Linked DNA regions of Sorghum bicolor: region 1 is linked to region 2. The links are chromatin contacts, called in public HiCAR-type maps. All regions are on one chromosome and are shown on one strand. Each heading gives the region's core, a stretch centred on a gene start, on an enhancer-like site or on the middle of the called end of the contact. The rest is flanking DNA. Distances are from core to core; before and after follow the strand shown.

What was found. HiCAR-type assays count read pairs that join an accessible place to other places.
Region 1: a contact with region 2 is called in a HiCAR-type map of leaf, with 6 times the contacts expected there. The contact joins the promoter of LOC8072682 here to the promoter of LOC8072680 in region 2. A contact is called at or near these places in 1 of 4 Hi-C or Micro-C datasets (leaf) and 1 of 1 datasets of contacts at active chromatin or transcription factors (leaf).

What each region holds. Positions count from the first base shown.
Region 1 is chr10:47,226,905-47,231,907 of Sorghum_bicolor_NCBIv3, reverse strand. LOC8072682 (arogenate dehydrogenase 2, chloroplastic) reads right to left here and starts at 2,562. Exons shown (of 6, transcript XM_002437072.2): 1 at 1,878-2,562. The coding sequence starts at 2,462. LOC8072681 (polyadenylate-binding protein-interacting protein 8) reads right to left here. Exons shown (of 10, transcript XM_002437071.2): 9 at 4,279-4,340; 10 at 3,796-4,176. The coding sequence ends at 4,119.
Region 2 is chr10:47,069,822-47,074,350 of Sorghum_bicolor_NCBIv3, reverse strand. LOC8072680 reads right to left here and starts at 1,493. Exons shown (of 1, transcript XM_002437070.2): 1 at 598-1,493. The coding sequence starts at 1,282. The coding sequence ends at 899.

The DNA of each region.
Region 1 (5,003 bases), core at 1,313-3,812, 160 kb before region 2:
ATTTGGAATGGAAATCTATAGCTATGTATAGCATGAAAATTTGTAGTTATGCATGGCATGAAAATTGATAGCTATATATATAGTGTCGTGTCAGCTTTACGAATTATGCACTCCAACATTAGTTATGCATCGGGAATATTAGCGAGATCGGTGGTTAGAGATTGGTTCATGGTTCGTCGAACATTAGTATTATCATGTCAGTTTTTTTAATAAAATTTAATGATAGAATTTTTACTGAATAAAATGGTTTTACCAAATTACATAAAAATTTTTTGTGTGCGACATACCCTGTATTAAAATTCTAGGTCTGCCACTGCGTTAGTCTCTACCTTTAAGCCTTAGAACAAGATCAACAATAGAGCCAATTTACTTGGCTATAAGACAAGTTATAAGAGCTAAGTTATACAATAAGTGTGAAAAAGTCTCTCTCTCCTATTCCTTCTCAAAACGCTTGTTACTTGGACCCACAAATACATATGCTTTGATAGCCTACTTGGGCCCATAAACATGTATGCTTCATGCCCTGTTGTGTTTGCATAGGAGCCAAGCTCTCATTTCTCTCATCTCTTTACTCATTCGCATCAGCATTATTTTGACTATAAACTATTGTACAATTAATCACGACTAATCGTCTTGGATAGTTGGAGCTACTCGACCAGGGTCTCTGACTCGGCCAGACCAACCAGGAAACTAGTCGTCTGATTAGTCGTCGTCCAATCGCGATTAATCGTCCGTCCAAGTTGTTTGGGCGTCCAGTCAATAGGTGGACTGCATCTCAGAGTTGAACCTAGCTAGTTGCCTTAAATTTTGGCCCAAGCCTATTAAAATTTATGTTGTTTCTTACCCCTCACTCACTCATTTCAGCGGAACATACTCCTCTCACCTCTCCTGTCCCGCAGCAGCCACCTCCATTGCTTCTCTCCTCTCCTCCCTTTCGGTTCCTAGCTGCTCCTCCCTCCCTTCCTCAGTTCCTCTCAGCTTTCTTCCCTCTCTTCCTTGCGGCTGCTGCTGCAAGTGTATAGACCTGCACATCCAGCAGGTGGCACAGGTCCAACTGTGCAAGGGAGGAGGACTACAAAGATGAGCTCATCCTCCTCAGGTCACTCATCACCTCCTCGTTCAAGCTTGATGTTCTACCTGTCCTGACCTATCTAGACTCTAGAATGTGATAACTACATAATACATATGGTATATATCGGTCTTCATACGTAGGAGATGACCAGGACAACCAGGAGACTCGTCCAGGGTCGATTAATCGTCCTGGACGACGACTAATTGTTCTGGACGATCCCCTAACATCAATCAAGACACCACCAGTCGTCTTAAAAATATTGACTCTTATATTCCAGGACGATGTCCTAGAAATGTTAAATATGGGCTAATAAAAGCTAATAGGTTTATTGGTGGATACATCTCATTAGCCATTATTCTTTAAAAAAAATACTATTCACAGGCTGCGATCCAAACGGCCGCATAGTATTCTCTGTCGTTCACCAACATCAGCTCAGCTGCCAACCGTCAGCAGGAGCAGGTGCATTATTGATTATTGATCGGGAACGGTAGGTGGGTGTTGAAAAATTGAAAAGCCTCGTTAATGCCGTACCGGTAATTAGAGTGTTTTGGGCCTTGTTTACTTCCGAAAAGTGAAAAGTTTTCGGTACTGTAGCACTTTCGTTTGTTTGTGACAAATATTATATAATCATGAACTAACTAGGATCAAAAGTTTCGTCTCGTGATTTACAGCTAAATTGTGTAATTAGTTTTTGTTTTTATCTATATTTAATGTTTCATATATGTGCCACAAAATTCGATGTGACCGAGAATCTTGAAAATTTTTTGGTTTTAAGTGTGAACTAAACAAGGCCTTGATTGGTTACCTCGAGGAGGAGGTTGCGAGGGAACTCCTTGACGGAGAGCACGTCGGCGACGATGGTGTCGTGGCGGAGCTTGCGGAAGGGGATGGCTCGGACGACGCCCTCCGTGGACAGGATGGAGCTGCAGATGAGCAGCACGTCCGGCTGCTCCTCGCACAGCGCGTCGACGCTCCTGAAGAAGCGAATGCCATGGCTGGCGCAGTAGACGGAGTAGTCGGATCTGGAAGCCGCCAGCACGACGTGGCCCTGCCGCTGCAGCCCGCCCGCGATGAACTGCCCGAAGTTGCCGAACCCGACGATCCCCACCCGCAGCGGCGCCGCCGGGACCGCTGCTGCCGATGACGCCGCCGGCGGGTCGCTGATGCCGTGGCACGGGACGACGGCCTGTAGGTGCTGCTCCACCGGAGACGGAGAGGTGAGGGCCTTGGCAGTCGCCGTGGCGGTGGCGGCGGGCGGGCTGATCGGACGGAGCGCCACGAAGGCGCAGAAGTTTGGGGTGTAGCGGCGCAGGCAGCAGGTGGAGCCAGAGGTAGAGGCCACGGCGGGGAAACAGCCGAGGCCGGCGAAATGGCGGAGCGAGGAGGCCATGGGTGATCGATGGATGTCGATGGGGTCGCTGTGGCCTGTGGCTGGTGCCGCGTGACGCAAGGTGACAGCGCCACGGTCCGCGTGCTTCTGTTCCTTTGCTTTCTGTATATAGGTAGGTACACTACGGATCGTCTAATCACGATTGTTGCTCAGAAAGCGGAGTAGGTGACGCTTCTCCGAGCTACCGAAGGTGCAGAGTTTTCTTTTTTCCGCTGCTAGAGTTTGCAACCGGCCTCAGCTCGTTCAAAAAGCATATTTAGGTCAAAAACCCAAAACTTTATAAGATTCACCGTCACATCGAATCTTACGTAACTAATTGCACAGTGTACGGGTAAATAATGATACGAATCTTTTAAGCCTAGTTACTCCATGATTGGATAATGTTTGTCAAATAAAAATGAAAATGCTACAGTGTTAAAATTTTTTTAAAAAATTATATCTAACTGATTTGTTACGATAGAAGAATAATGACTAGTACATTCGGTAATTTAAACGAACGGGCATTAAATGGTGCGGCAACCGGTCTCTCTATTTGATCCGTTCAAACGAAATATTATGGTCTGCAAAATTAATTAAAGAAAGGTTTTAATCACCGGTCAATATGATGAAAAAATTTAAGCGGGTACAAAAAATGAACATTAACTTCATAAGATCATACTTCATCTTACGTGGAGGCTCCATAAGATCATAGTTGTAAAATAGAGACGACCAACAACTATATTTAATTATGCTAGCTAAAATTCGAACTCAAAACATCTGTATCAAGTAGTATATCAAGTTACATGCACAGATTAGTTTAACCAAAAACAAAAATTTAAAATGAAATGAAAAGTGAGCAAACCATTTTATATTTCAACACAAACAAGGCATCCTACAAACAAAGCCTCATTGGAAAATAAAGCTTGGTTATTCCCATCTGATCGCAAATATCCAATTAGCCAATTACGATCTTAAGTGCAAAATTCGAGTATTGTTAAATTAATTATAGCTCAACGCGCAAGCTTGCTCAACGCGCTCAATTTTAACAGTACTTGTTAGTATCAAAGATGCGAACCACGAGATGGTAAAAGAGAAGTGGTCGTCCGTCTTCCAGATCTAACGAAACAAATAAGGAAAGCACCTCCCACTTCCACACGGAAATAACGTTTATATCTATAATAATTGCACCACTAATCATGGACTATATACACCGACTTCCCTCTAAATCAAAGATTATGCATATATTAGAAATGCTGTTACAGGGCGAGTGCCTCAGGCCTATCCTGACTCCTGAGACAGTTCCGCCTCGGAGCAGTAACAGCATTTGTGCACAACAGTCATTGGGAAAACATGCTTAAAGACGAAAGCGGATAAGAGAAGCCATAGACATTATTGTTCGAATGACTGTCAAGGCTGTCATAGAATCCAACCATGATAACAAAGACCAAAAAAAAAGGAGGTCAAAATAGATCTCCCATCAGCGACCATACAGATGGTGGGTCTCTGATCCGAGAAACATCAGCTGAGGGGCCTTCTACTAGACTAGATTTTAACCAACGAGAACTCTGCTCAACAACAATTACTGATCCGCGAAACGACAGTCTCTAAGGCCACACGACTAAGGCTTTGCTGCCCAGAAATTTGCTGCCCTGGACGACGGCTTCAGATGAGCCGAACTCAGTATGACGTCACACGGGGCGATCGAGGGCGGACTGGTGTCTTTGATGGGCTCACCCTGCAAAAATCAACGGTACAGAGTAGGGTAAGCAAAAAATGGGCAACAGACACCTTTACCATAGTCAGAACTTTCGAACACATGCAGAAAATATGTTCTTGCCTAACAGGAAGCGTTCCAAGAACAATGCCACTGCAGTTCAGAGCAAGAATAGCACTATCTGCCTGCATAAACAGAATTTTAAATGGTCAAGCTCTAAAAAGGAACAAATCGTCAGGCAACTAAACATTTCATCAATTCAAAGATATTGGTTTCATATCATTAAAAGGAAACAAAAATAGAAGTGGTGCTAGAAGCCGAGAGAAATGCAGATGCAGGTGTCAAAGAAAGAAACTCTTGTCAGAAAAAGTCATTGAGATAAATTGTGTTTATCTAATGAAACTATTACTTCAATAAGGAATTAATTGCCCAAGGTGTCAGCAGATAATTCCTAGTCAACACAAGTACACAACATTACCAGATAAGGCCAGGCCTGCCGCCTGCCTGATCACCTATTGGAGATTGCTAGATTAGGCAGAGCTGCCTGACTAGTGTTGTGCTTGTGCACCTCAGGGGACACTAAAATATAAAGGGTGCTTTTGGATGCATGCAGTTTAACAATTTTAATAAATACTTTGTGGAGACACCATTCACAGACAACTGGTTGAGATATGACTCATTGAGTAACCAGTCGAACTGCATGTATTATTTAACTTCAGGATATGACATGTTAAAATTACATTACATATACAGGTATACATTTCTATTCTCTGCATGCGAAGTAACTGACAGCTCCATTTTGGATCACTACAGATATCATAAACATTAATGAAGCCCAAGTTTGTTTC
Region 2 (4,529 bases), core at 244-2,743:
CAAGTTGGTAATTAAGTAGGAGATTATAATATTATTATCTTATTATGCGAACCATGTATTTTAAATAAAAATGTTAGCTATCCCGTAGCAACGCACGGACACACTATCTAGTGTTAATATAAATTATAAAAGGTGCTTTAATTTGTTTCGCCGCGGCTGCTGCACTGCACTGCATGGAGTAGACGCCACGAAACGACGATAAAATACAATCATCATTCGCCACTCGGGCGCTGCTAGACGGCGATCGTGCGTTCATGGGAACTCACCAAATCACCGCCCCCAAATCTCCCTAGATCATGCGACGCCCACATGCATCGATCTGCCACCCGATTTGGTTATAGTTATAGCTCCCACGCTCCTGCTCTTGATCCGCACGCCTCCAAGAACTCCAAGCCGTAATCCCCTGCTCCAAAAGCATCAACCTCTGCTCCTACCTCCAAGAAACTCCAAGGCGCCGTCCGAGCTTTACATGCACTCTAAGCCTAGTTTAATGGCGAGATCCAAAAAACAATTAAAAGCCCTTAAGCTACGTAAGTAGCTTGTATTTTTTTCTGTCAAAAAAGAGTTCTGAACAAAAGGTGAATGACACTCCGTGGATTATGTAACAGAAAAGGCAGAACTCAACTTCAACTCATGATAAGAACTGCGGCCAATGAAGAGAGCACATATATGTTGAGGAACTAAGAAGCATTTGAATAAAGGATTCTCCTTTACATGTCCAATAACAAGGATATACGCAATTACTCATCGTGAAGTCAACCTTCTTATAGGCTTCAGGGGTAAAAGTGTAGACAAGAACAGAGTAAGCCTCACCGCATTTACACTTGCAAGGAGCCCCTCAGGGCAGGGGGTAGCATTGGCAGAGAGATGCGAGCCAGCGCCACGGCGGCCTCTGTCGTCACGGCGTCCCAGCGCCGCTGCAGGCGAAGAACTGGGCGTCGGCGGCGGTGTCCGGCATGTCGTTGTGGCACGCGGACGAGCCCGACGGCGGCACGAACCCCCGGGGCAGCATCGCCGAGAACGTCCACGCGCCGGTGCCCCCGCCGCGCGCCCTGCTCCTCCGCTCCCTGACCGGTCCGCCGGTCGTTGGCACCACGTGGAACTCCTGCCGCGCGCGCTCTGGGACGACCACGGCGGGTGGCAACGCCGGCTTGTCCTCCACGCGGCGGCGCAGGCGCTCCGAGGAAGCGCGGGCGGACGGAGAGGAGAGCGTGGCGGGGAGCAGGAGGAGTACCAGCAGGAGAAGGTAATAGAGCCGCCGCGCTATTGGGGACGAAGCCATCGCTAGGGACGGCGGCGAGGAGATCGACGCAGGACTCGAGCGGCGTGTGCAGGCGCAGGTGCGCGCGCGCGCATGGAAAGGTTGTGGCGGTGGCGGCGGCCTGGCGGGAGAGCGTGCGCGCGCGCGGCGATTTCACAGGTTTGCTCTGGCGTCGTCGTAGCTAGTCTGGTGCCGCAACCTGTGGACTGTGGTGTGAGGAGGGAGACTTGCATTGCATTTGAAGGCGGGGCGGGGGATGTTGCCCGCGGCTCCGCTCTTTATAGCCTGCCTCGTTTTCGTTTCTGGTTGTTTTCTCTAGGGGACACAGGAGGGCTAAGATTCAGGCTCGATTGGATCGACACATGATAGCAGGAGAGTTGAACAACATGGGGAGAAGCTAGGGGAGACCAATTTGTGTTAAAAAGAATGGAGCGGAATGGATTCAGTCATTCCGATGCATGGGCTTGCAAGTGCGCATCATTAGGACATGTGGAACAACGAAGAAATGGGATACTCAATTACTCATCACTGTTTTGCATTGATAAGACTACTCACAGCTCATCTTAACCAAAAATACCATTGACAGTCAGAATTTTTTGAATAGTAAAAACAATGTTGGCTCAGACTTGAGAATGCACTGGCCATACACTTTTTCTTATTTTCACCATACAATGCAGACGCTCGCAACAAATGCAGACTTATCCTTATGAGCACCTCTAATGACCGAGTCGACAAATCCTTGAGATGAGATTGATAAAGTCACTACAAGCACCTCACTGTTGATGGAAACGTCATCTATCACTGACCATACACCACACTATCAATAGAAACGTCATCTATCACTGAAAGCACAAATACCCTTATATCTTGAAATTTTGCTCTTACAGGAAGTCGAATTCAGAACCTTAGGTGAGAGCATCTCCAATAGTTTGGTAAAACTCACTTGTCAAATCTTATGATTTGGCAAGTTACTAAAACATATGGTAAGTGAGATTTTCTTCTGTCTCCAACAATTTGCCAATTGAGCTTGATAAACTTAAAAAAAGACCCATAACTAACAACCAAATCAACTAATCTGTTGGATAGCAAGTTAACAAATATGGACACGCGGTGCTGCTGGATGGCAAGTTGCCAAAAGATGGCAACCCATTTACCAAATTGTTGGAGTAACTATTTTCTAGTTTTGCCAAATAAACAAGAAATAGCAAGTTCATTTAGTAGCTAATGTGGCTTTAGTAATCACCCCTTTTGCTCGTTGGCACCTTAGGTGCTAATGTGGCTTTTGTAATCACCCCTTTTGCTCGTTGGCCAAACACTTAACCTCAGTTACTCCGGTTTCATTTTCCTATGACCATACGTTGCTGTGCTATTAACCTAGATTTGATCTTTATTTACATTGTTGTTGTTAAGAAAAAAACTATAGCTTCTTGATAGACATCTTCAGGTCACAATCTGGTTTATGTGTGACGTACATAAAAACGAGCACATTTCAACCATTAGCTACGTTGAGAGGTTAGTACTACTGGCAGGCTTTATGGGTGTAGCGTACACCTGTGCACAGCCTTACAGCTCAACGAATAGAATAGCACGTCATTCATTCATAACCTCATACGTGGCCCTTAGGAACCAAATGTCATTGCCTTGCCTGCAGACTGCAGCATTACTTGACGTCTTGGACAACATCTTGAGGCGTAGATCGGTCTGGTGTATTTGTATTTCTAAGAGCAACTCCAAAACAGATATGCTATTCATGTTGTCTAGGCTATTTTTATATTTTTAAAGCAAAAGTTAAACTCCAACAGATGTGCTATCTGGTTTGCTAAAATAGCAAGTTTGCTATTCCTAAACTTTCGCTTGTCATATATAGCATGTCGTCCTCACTAGCTATCCTATACAAAGGCTGTTGTGGAACTCTATGCTTTGAGTGAGTTTTTTATTTTACACAATGGCTAAATCTTGTAATTTAGAATATAATTTTAGCTAGTCTCTTGGAGATGCTCTAAGGAACGCAATCATTTTTTTCTATGGGATCAGCAGGAGTTACCCCCTGTTGCTTATATATTATAAATAGATTTTTGAAAAAAGATAGTACAGAACAAATGCCGAGTTTAAGAAACACAATCATTTCGAAATAGCACCAAATATTTATCTTAAAACCACTAGCAGCTATACAGACCGTTAATCCAGCAGAACCTCTATTTAAGCTCTCATAGTTAAATATGAGTTTAGACAAAAGAAAAGAACATAAAATTTAGGTGGGCAATCCAATCCACCCTCCAGACTCTGGTCCATTGGGCTCACCACCCTGTCGTTGCTGCCGTTTCCTCCCTGCACCAAATCCGGAATCACGCGTGGATTGATCCTTCCTCATGGTTGGCGGCACAGGGCCTGCACAGACGCGGCGACCCCTCCCTCCCCTCCAGCCATCACAGCATCTGCTAAATTTTTTGTTCAGAGCTAAGTTGATGTAGAACTTTTGTTCAGCCCCTCCTAAATTTTTTTCTGCCTTTGTCCTTGGTCCTGTTTATCAGTTTCTATTAAAATTAATTTGGGGCTAAAATTTAGGTGCAACCGTTGAATTATAAGTGAAAAACTAAACCAATAAAATAGATAGAGCACTGAAATCCTATTTTTTGGACTCCTGCTGCTGGAGATGAGTAAGAGCCTGTTTGACAGGGCTCCTCTCCGACTCTAGCTCCTCCAGTGGAGACCTGCCAAACGTTTTTCTAGAGAAACCGTTTTTGAGAAAAAAAACAGAGAAGTCGAAACCGTTTTAACGAAACCATAATTTATGGCTTCATAAAAATAGTTCCAGCTCCTGTAGAGGAGCCCCTCGTGAGCATGCGTGCCAAAGAAAGTTAGACACCCTAAACAAGAGCTGTAACAGCCAGGAGGCGCATCGCCCAAGTTCTTGGATGTCCTTGTGCGGCTATAAACTTGATGCAGTACACAAGTACTTGCATTACTTTTGCCGGCTGCCACCGGTACAAAGCCAGCTAAACAGACACTCAGAGTAGCCTGTCGTCCTCTTGAATTCATTTCATGATGAATTACTGGCTGGAAACAGAAGCATCGCATTCAGTTCTGAACGCAAGATGATGCAAGTTTCACACCTAACTTAACGCAACAGCTTTTGCTACCAAAATACCAGGAAACAGCTGATACCCGCTCTGCTATAAAAAGAAATATACGAAATTGAAATGCAAAAACACTCGAATATCTGGATCACTGATCTTACGGAGACCAATTCACACAAGCACATCTACAT